Linked DNA regions of Mus musculus: regions 1 and 2 are each linked to region 3. The links are chromatin contacts, called in public promoter capture Hi-C maps. All regions are on one chromosome and are shown on one strand. The core of a region is the stretch at or near the end of the contact, and the rest is flanking DNA. Distances in the headings are between cores, read along the strand shown.

What was found. Promoter capture Hi-C pulls out the DNA fragments that hold promoters and counts their contacts.
Region 1: a promoter capture Hi-C map of neural stem cells shows a contact between it and region 3. The contact joins the promoter of Atp6v1h here to the promoter of Oprk1 in region 3. A contact is called at or near these places in 6 of 39 promoter capture datasets (cranial neural crest, embryonic stem cells, liver and 2 more).
Region 2: a contact with region 3 is called in a promoter capture Hi-C map of embryonic stem cells, with 3 times the contacts expected there. The contact joins the enhancer-like site here to the promoter of Oprk1 in region 3. A contact is called at or near these places in 4 of 39 promoter capture datasets (embryonic stem cells, hippocampal neurons, liver and 1 more), 1 of 115 datasets of contacts at active chromatin or transcription factors (stem cell-derived neural progenitor cells) and 1 of 9 other capture datasets (adipose tissue).

Annotation. Positions count from the first base shown.
Region 1 is chr1:5,081,789-5,084,746 of GRCm38.p6, reverse strand. It overlaps Atp6v1h (ATPase, H+ transporting, lysosomal V1 subunit H), which reads right to left and starts at 1,661. Exons shown (of 14, transcript NM_133826.5): 1 at 1,469-1,661; 2 at 184-330. The coding sequence starts at 296.
Region 2 is chr1:5,227,426-5,230,386 of GRCm38.p6, reverse strand. No RefSeq gene overlaps it. Among named protein-coding and RNA genes, the nearest start is that of Atp6v1h, 150 kb to the right of the region's middle. Within about 2 kb of position 1,401, at least 12 of the 459 cell types and tissues checked have an H3K27ac peak or open chromatin away from gene starts, as enhancers often do. A contact at or near this core is called in embryonic stem cells, where this site is marked.
Region 3 is chr1:5,586,711-5,590,042 of GRCm38.p6, reverse strand. Oprk1 (opioid receptor, kappa 1) reads right to left here and starts at 1,550. Exons shown (of 4, transcript NM_011011.2): 1 at 1,380-1,550; 2 at 738-1,008. The coding sequence starts at 994.

The sequences.
Region 1 (2,958 bases), core at 412-2,911, 510 kb after region 3:
ATTTTCCCAAGTGGTTCCTACCATATCTGTCACACTCCCTAAGACAGCTAGCTATGGAGAGAAGGAAATGTTAAAATTAATTTATTAGCATTTTTCCAGTATTTCTCTCATAGAAGCATGACCATGAAAAAGCCTGATGGAAAAGCACATGACATCCATGACTCACAACAAACCAGTACGCACTGAAGATAAGACTGCCAGTTCACTTTGTTGGCACGAACTTCAGCAGCCTTGGCCGCAATGATGTTAGTTGGGACAGCAGCATCCACAGCACCTCGAATGTCCATCTTGGTCATCTAAACTTTATGACTTTGAATGTTTCCCACAGACCTTCAAGATAAAAACAGGATAGCAGCCATTTAATTTTTTGAACTACAAGTATTAATATAACCATATTGATTTCACTTAGCTTGAATATTAAATATCCTAGGTCTGAAAAGCATTACCGTATTTCAAATTCTGTCTACCACCCCATAAAAGGCTTTCTATTGACTTGTTCTTTTTCCAGGGAAGAGTTTTTAATTCTTAGCCTCAATAAACACTGAGACGTTTAAAATGACCACTTAAGAGACTGACAGCAAAATCAGAACTAAACTGAATATTAAGCCAATCTCTTTGACCACCTTAGTGCAATCATACCCAGTGCTTAGAATACATTAAAAATAACCCAGAAGTCCACTACTTTAAATCTATTCAATCACGTTCTAATCTCTTCTACAAAAAATAAAATTAAAAAAGGGTCAATTATGGTATTTATGGGCATCTATTATGCTTCGATTTGCAAAGACACTATATTAATTCCTTTCTTTAAAATTACTGATTCAAAATAAAATACACTAAGAGGTGTGGTATACCAGGACCTTCTTTTCAAACAGAAATTGACAAACATTTCCAAAATCAATATTGAAAGAAATTTCTGAAACAACGTATGTCCAACCAACAATAGGAGTCTATTCTGACAAGAAAAATATACAATAATGTGCTACTAAAAAAAAAAAAAAAAATTCCCAGTCCTCAACGTAATAGATAAGTTACATCTCATTCTACTACGATGCAAAAACCATTCCCAAAACGTACGTTCTTACCTACGAGCAAAAGGAGGTTTAAAAATAAAATCATACCCAAATTCTATTCCGCGTTGCCGAAGTGCTTAGTCAGTGTGGAACTTAGATTTCTCTTTGTGGGAACTCGCTGCCTGAACAAGCAAGGTCGGCGCAGACTGCGGGTCCCAGGTAAAACCGGCTCCATCCGGGCAAGGCTGGCACCAAAGGCACAGCGCAGCCTTCCCGGGCGGCCCGACCCCCGCGGCTCTCCCGGCCCGGCCCGGCCCGGCCCAGGCCTGCCCACCCCCGCGCTCTCTGCTTCCCTCCGAGGGGAGGAAGGCCCTGCGGCTCCGCAGACCCTGGCGCGGCCGGCAGGGAAACCAGTCGGCTCTCCGGAGCCGGGGAGGGACCCCAGGCGGCCTCACCTGGATAGCCTCGGGGAGTGAGGGCCGCACGGGCGGGCAGGCGCCGGTCGAGCTCCGAGGTCTCAGTGGCCACGGGAGACCCAGAGCAGAACGAAGGCGACTCCGTGGGAGACGTTGCGAGCCTCACTCAGAGGAAGCCGGAACAGCTACGAAGTGACAGCAGCGTCTGGCACGTGAGCAGCCGCACGTGACCGCAGCTGAGGGCGGAAGCCGAGAGCGCCCAAAACTGCTGGACCGCGCACCAAATGGCCTTTCCCAGGCCACTTAACTTGGTCACTTCAAACTGGCAGAGCTCGCCACCCTGCAGGCCACTGGTGCCAAAAAGCCAAAAATCTTTGAAGAAGCTTGGTTTATGACCTTTGAGTGGTTTGGGTTTGTTTGAATTAAACATCTCAGCGGGCCAGGCATTCATACTCCGATTTTAAGCATAAGACTCAGACTGAGAAATGAATCATAGACCCATGGTATAAGTATATGTAGACCCACCAGTAATACATGTCTCAGAAAAAGTTATTCATTGTTTACCTAACTTCATTTTTCTCTAGGCTTATATGATGAACAGAGACAGTCTATGAATTTAGAGCTTTATTGTAGGAAGATAAAGAGAAAAAGAGAAGATAAAAGAAAGAGAGGGGCCGGCCATAGCCAAGTGGAGAGAGGGGGAAGGGAGAGAAGGAGGGCTAGAGAGGAGTAAGAAAGGTGAGAGCTTAAGAGAGAGAGGAGGTCCCAAGCAGCCCCTTTTATAGTTGGCTGGGCAATCTTTTAATTTTTAATATTTTTATTAGGTATTTTCCTCATTTACATTTCCAGTGCTATCCCAAAAGTCCCCCATACCCTCCCCCCCCCCACTCCCTTACCCACCCTCTCCCACTTTTTGGCCCTGGCGTTCCCCTGTACTGGGGCATATAAAGTTTGCCTTTATATGGGCCTCTCTTTGCAGTGATGGCCGACTAGGCCATCTTTTGATACATATGCAGCTAGAGTCAAGAGCTCCGGGATATTGGTTAGTTCATAATGTTGATCCACCTATAGGGTTGCAGATCCCTTTAGCTCCATTGTGTAGATGTACCACATTTTCTGTATCCATTCCTCTGTTGAGGGGCATCTGGGTTCTTTCCAGCTTCTGGCTATTATAAATAAGGCTGCTATGAACATGGTGGAGCATGTGTCCTTCTTACCAGTTGGGGCATCTTCTGGATATATGCCCAGGAGAGGTATTGCTGGATCCTCCGGTAGTACTATGTCCAATTTTCTGAGGAACCACCAGACTGATCTCCAGAGTGGTTGTACAAGCCTGCAATCCCACCAACAATGGAGGAGTGTTCCTCTTTCTCCACATCCACGACAGCATCTGCTGTCATCTGAATTTTTGATCTTAGCCATTCTGACTGGTGTGAGGTGGAATCTCAGGGTTGTTTTGATTTGCATTTCCCTGATGATTAAGGATGTTGAACATTTTTTCAGGTGCTTCTCTGCCATTCGGTATTCCT
Region 2 (2,961 bases), core at 152-2,651, 360 kb after region 3:
TTTTTTTTTTTTTTTTTTTTTTTTGTCTGCAAAACAAATTCATCCTCACTACAGAAAAACCGGATATTATGGAAGTGTCTAAGTAGGAAATCTGAATCCATGATGATGCTTCTCGGCTAAACACTACAGCTGTCTGGTTCTTGCCTTTCCGTCCATTCCTGTGCTTCCTATGTTATCTGAATGCAGTGTGGGGATTGGTTGTAAGGCAGTGGGTTGCACTTCCACTGTTTCCAAGGATCTTACTGCCCTAGGGAGGTGACATGAAGCCAAAGGACCCATGATAGCAAACATCATAAATTGGCATCAAATTAGCGAAGGAAAAGTAGAGGTTGTTTGATGGAGAACAAGGAGAGAACACCTTAGTGTAGAAGATAAGCCAGGACTCGGGGAAGAAGGATGCAGGCCCTAAGGAGTGTGGTCCTGAGTGAGGCACTGGAAGGATCCAGGTTTTCCTCAGGCTCAGTCTTGTCCTTGAAGATCCCAGCTATTCCCACACTAATCCATGAGATTGATTCCCCCACAGGATTCTCCACAGTAGATGCAGAGAGCTTCATCAATTTGTGCAAATATAGGCTTAACCCTGGGAACTATGGCTGATCCTTCAGCCTAGAGGAGTTAACCCAACTTCTCTTGCTGCCAGCAATAAACAGTGCACAGTTGCCTGAGAAATGTCTGGGACTCCCTGGGGGAAGGGTCAGGTCTCATAACATAAATGAAGTCAGAAACTCAGAACTTTTCTGCTCCTCTAAAATGTTATTCAAAATGTTTTTCAGGAGGCAGGAACAGATCTTTGAGACCTAGTAAAAATTATCTGAGTAGTGGGCAGAACAAAATCTACTGTGAATAGAACCTAAAGAATGGGAATAGGACCCTATAGACCCAAAATACAAGCAAGTTACACATCAGCAGTTACAGGGACCTGGATTTTCCACAAAGTCTACCTGAGCCAGTGTCCTGGTAAGAACTAGTCACCAAAACTCATCAACTTCAAAGAGGTCCTCAGATGGCAACTATGAAGGAAGCAGTGAGTGCAGCTCCAAGTCCAACTGCAGGAGCACAACTGTCACGCACAGTCATTCAGTCCCCTTATTCAAGAAAAACTCTTGAGACTCTTAGATCTCACAGACATGAGAAAGTAGGTCTGAGCAGCACAAGTGAACTGCCCAGGACAGTAGACAGTTGCACCTATGAGAGCATAGTCAGCAGGAGCCCACAGTCCTCGGTGCCTGGCAGGGCAACCATGAGCAATAACAACATGACCTCTTCCAGGGCCAGGCTGGGCCACGAGGAAGTAATAAAGCCCAGCCACACTGGCAGCAATTGTCCTAGACTCCCTAGAGACTCTGTGGGGCCTTCTCTCTTACCCAGCTGTTGATCCACAAGAAGATGCTTTCATCTCAGTAACAGCTGCAGGCAATCCAAGCAGGAGCACTAACAGATTATACCACACAGTGTCCAATACACTCTAACCATGAGCAAGAGAAAGGAGAATCCATTTACTCGGTGAACAATTCTGAGCCATCTTTTGTGCCAAGCAATGATTAGAAAAACATAGGGCACTTTCACAAGTGGTGGGCTGTGGTGGCCTCATTGTGAGGGCTCTGGGATGTTGAGTGAATAAAGAAAAGCTGCTCTTGGCAGATGCCAATGAAAACAAAAAAAAAAAAAATGAACGAGGGCCAGCACCAACCATCTAGTCCAAGCTGAACCACTCCGAGGAAAAAGAGAGCCTGGACCTACAATGGTCAAATATGATTGATTGCCTTAAATTCAAGGTTCTGCCAACAAAACATGGGGATGACAGAGCAGGAGTGGGTTGAGTTCCTTAAAAATAAATAAATAAAGCATAGGCTTTGCACCATGAATTTGTGCAACAAGTTTCCCACTTATTTAAGACAAAAATGTCAATGCTGAGAATGTCAAACAGTTTTCCAGTGTATATTTTCAAATTGTTTATTACATTTACTTATTATTAAATGGATCACATAGCATGGCATACCCATGGAAGTCAGAGAACAAGTTCTCTGGAAATAAAACTGTTGGGGCCAGCCTGAGGCTTTCATATCCGGGTTCGAGCCTGGGAGACAGCCTGGAGCTGAAAAAGAAGAGGGAACCTAGGTGGATAGAGAAATAATGGAACCAAATCGAACTAGTCTGCTCAAGGTTCTTATGTTTAATGGCAGACATGCTTTATAAATGAGAGAGGAAGCCCATTCCTGCCAATTCATCTTTGGAGCCCAGCTGCAGGTGACCACCTGTAGGATCGGATGTAGTCTCCCCAATAGCCAAGCCAACTCCCAGCAGGTAGCAGCAGCGACAGTGGCTGAACAATAGAGTGATCTAGGGAGGCAGGCTCCACCCTAGATAATCTCCTTAGTGGCAACAAAGTTGAGGTCTGGTTCAGCGAGGTTCAGGTTGCAGTGGGGTGGGGGGGGGTTGTGTGTGTTTACATAAAACAAACACAGTCGAGGTATAAAAAAAGAGCACAAGAGTCATTTCCACAGCAACACCCTTCGTGAGTGATTTTACTTAGGGTATATGTATGTATTTATATGGGCTGGACTGTTCTTAAATCTGTCTAGTTTAAGACTACAGGGATTAAAGTGACTGAGAGAAATATACCCGGGCATCCCTATAAGTCAGAGTCAGTTCTCTGCTTCCAACATTTGGGTTCTTAAGGATCAAATTCAGGTTGTGAGACTTGGCAGCAAGTGCCTTTACTTGCTAAGCCATCTTGCCAACCTCAGTGTACATCTAATGATGTAGCACAAACTTTCCAAGAGCATTATTCTCTAGTTTGCGTTAACTTCAGGGCAATGTGTGTACTTACTCGGTCACACTCGATTGGTAGAAAAGGCATCAGGCTGGCTTATAGTTGTTGATTAGCATTTCTTAAAGTAAGAATTCTGTCCCCCTCATAGCACATGGAATCTAGGAGACATAGACCCTATTCCTTTAAGC
Region 3 (3,332 bases), core at 301-2,800:
GACATGGAAGGAGCAATGTTATTGCAGAATGTCCAGTTGGGGTACCACATGCCTTCTGAGACAGCCACACCATCTAGTTTGAGTGCTTGCTTAGCATACTCATTGAGCTTAATCCTGGGCACTTCAAAGTCATGCTAGTGGATATTCACAACACTAAATAGCCTAGTTGGTTTTCGTTTCATAAGCTGCACCATCAGTCTAACAAGTCACACACACACACACACACACACACACACACACACACACACACACACACACACACAAATCTGAATTATCTCCCATGCATTTGGTGGGCCCAGAATTTATTTAAAGAAATATTAGACAGGGCAATAAAGTGACTCAATCCAGAGCAGGCAAACAAGCAAGGGCTTACACAGATATTCTAATTTCTTTACCAGGAAACGACCTTGTGATCAGAACCCTGGCATTTTCTTGCGTGTTCTCTTAGCTGAGGTTTGTAGCCTCCCTTTTGATGTGGGCAGGTAGCTCTTAAATCCTAAAAGTACCTTGGATTAGCCCTGTATGAAACCCACAATTCCTGACAAAACACTCTCCCAGGAAATTCTTTTAAGATGTCACCTTGGAGAATCTCTCAGGAACCCTGAATAGAAGAGACCCTGCACTCACTTGGCTGTCTGGTATACACACACACACACACACACACACAAATTGTCTACTGTCAACACACCACCACCACCACCACCACCACCACCACCGAGACCTGTCCCTGAACTCACCGGATGATGACAAACATGACCAGAGAATTGCCCACTAAGCCCACCACAAATACCACAGAGTAGACAGCGGTGATGATAACAGGGATGGCCGGAGAGATGTGCGCGGACTCCAGCTGCTGATCCTCTGAGCCCACACTGCCATTACTGTCGGATTCTGCCCAGTTGGGGAACCAAGAGCTGCTGTTGGGGAGAAGGCAAGCACTGGGAGAGCAGGTAGGGCCTGGATCTCCTCGGAAGATCTGAATGGGGGACTCCATGGTGAGCGCTGCAGCTGGAAAGCGAGAAGGTGGCACTTGCGGGGCTGCAGGAGCAGAGAACAGATTGAACCCAGAGAGACAAACTTTGCCTGTACAGGCAGGGCTGGAGGCGCAGGAGCCCGCAACCCCAGGACTCAGTCTGGCCGCCCATCCCAAGGAAGGAGCAGACAGGTTGAAATCCCCTTCCCACCCCCTACCCCTACCTCCACTGCAGCTATTAAACTGAGAGTATTTGCACCTTTTTGGAGCCCTGAGGTTGCTTCACCCTCGGGCGTTGTGCTGTCCACTCCTGTGGCTGCCTCTACCCTGCCTGTCTGTGCATGCAACCCCAAGAAGCACTAGCCACAGCAATTTCCCCACTGTGCCTCGAAAGCCCCAAGCTCACCTCCAGATCGCTGATTGGCGACCTCCCTTCCCAAGTCACCGTCAGCTTTCCAAGTCACCACTTTAGATCCTGAGTAGCTGTTCAGCCCTGATGGGTCCACGTTCCTGATGCTCAATTTGTGCCTTCCAAGACTGGAAGAAGCTCTGCCTGTTTGGGATCAGCAAGGTGCGCCGGGGACAGGCAAGCTGAGAGCTGCAGGGCTGGTTGCCCCCGCCCTGCTCCCCATCTCAGCCTATCCCCGCCCATCCCCTCCTCTCCAAGCCACGCCCCCTCAGAGCTGACCCAGGCCAGTCTGCCGCTCTGCCAAGGCTCACTAACTCCAACTGCCCAAGCTGCTTGCCGCTTCTCTCTCTGCAGCTTCCTGGCGGGCGGTCTGATGCTTAGCTAAGGTCCAGTAACTGAAAGGGCCCTGTACAGTGACAAGAGTGCATGGGATCATTCCGTGTGTTTGGAATTTCTTTTCTTCAGAGTTCCCAGGACTAGTGTCTTTAAGCAAGGAAGCAAGTGGTAGCACTGAATTTTATTTATTGAAGGATACAAATAAAATGGCCAAATAATCTTGTCAGAATCAAACAGATCATATAGAATTAGTGGGTTAAGATCTATTAATGGAAAGCTACTGTGCATCTTGTCACCCTTTCTGCTCTGTCTAGAATGGCAGGTTGCAAGAACACTGTACTTACAGGTACTAATATTATTGCCTGCTATTACTGCACACATTCTCCTTTCCTAGGCTCTGCTGTTGCAGCAGGAGAGTAATTATTTATGTTAATCTCAGCCATGAAGTTCTTGCCTATACCAAATGCAGATAATTCAAACCTTTGTGAGAAACAGTCTCAACTATGTGTAAAATATTGACAGTCCAGGTGTCCCTGTCAGAATCTGTTGGGTAAAAGAGGCCCTAAGAGAAAGATGCTCTTGGGGATCCAGAGCTGGGTCCCTAAGAAATATTCCAAAAGAAAAAGAAGTGCTGTGGAACTGGAACCACCCAAGGGTGAGACACTCGAATTTTCCCAGGAGTTTCAAGGACTTAGATAAACCAGATCCCCATTGTTTCCCATAATGTACATCATGTCCACAGGTGGGCATTTTAGTGGCAGACTCAAGTCTATTCATGCGATGATGATAGGAGGGGGGCTCCTTGAACTTCTGCTGCTTACTAACTGAAGGAGATTTGGCCATCTGCCTGCACAGTTTACAGATGTACAATTTTTTTTACTCTGCTGCATATAAAGCAAGACGAACATTCTCCTTTGGCAACAGTGTTTTCAACTCCCAGCTCTGAGGACCATTTTCAAGTCTTGCAAATTTTCATTGCAAAGAGTGTGGTTGGTTTTTGTCAATATGACACAAACATAGTCATATCTTGGAAGAAAGGATCTCAACTCAGAAAGTGCTTCTTTATAAATGGCCTGTAGGGACCCAGAAGGAACAACATGGTATGTATGCATTTATTATTGGATATTAGCCATAAAGGATAATCATGCTACAATCCACACATCCAAGGAGGCTAAATGATAAGAAGGACTTACGAAAGGATGCATGGATCTTCCTGGAAAGAGAAAATAGAATAGATTTTGAGGGTGTACTGGGTGAAGGTTGGATGGGAACAGATGGGATCAGGTATGGTGGAGGGAGGAATGGAGGGAGAAAGTTCTGGAAAGATGACTGGAATTGTGAGACATTTTGGGGCAATGTAAAAACTTAATGCAATGGAAACTCCCTGAAATCTACTAGGGTGACCCTAATGAGGACTATGAGTAATGAGGAATACAAAGCCTAAACCAGCCATCTTCTGTAATCAGGTAAGACTTCCAATGGAAGGACTGAACACCAACTCAGCCAAAAACATACAGTTTGTCCTGCATACAAGATGGGGTATGGTGAAGGTCACATAGAAATTGTGGGAGTAGCCAATAAATGACTAGTCCATCTTGAGACCCATGCCACAGA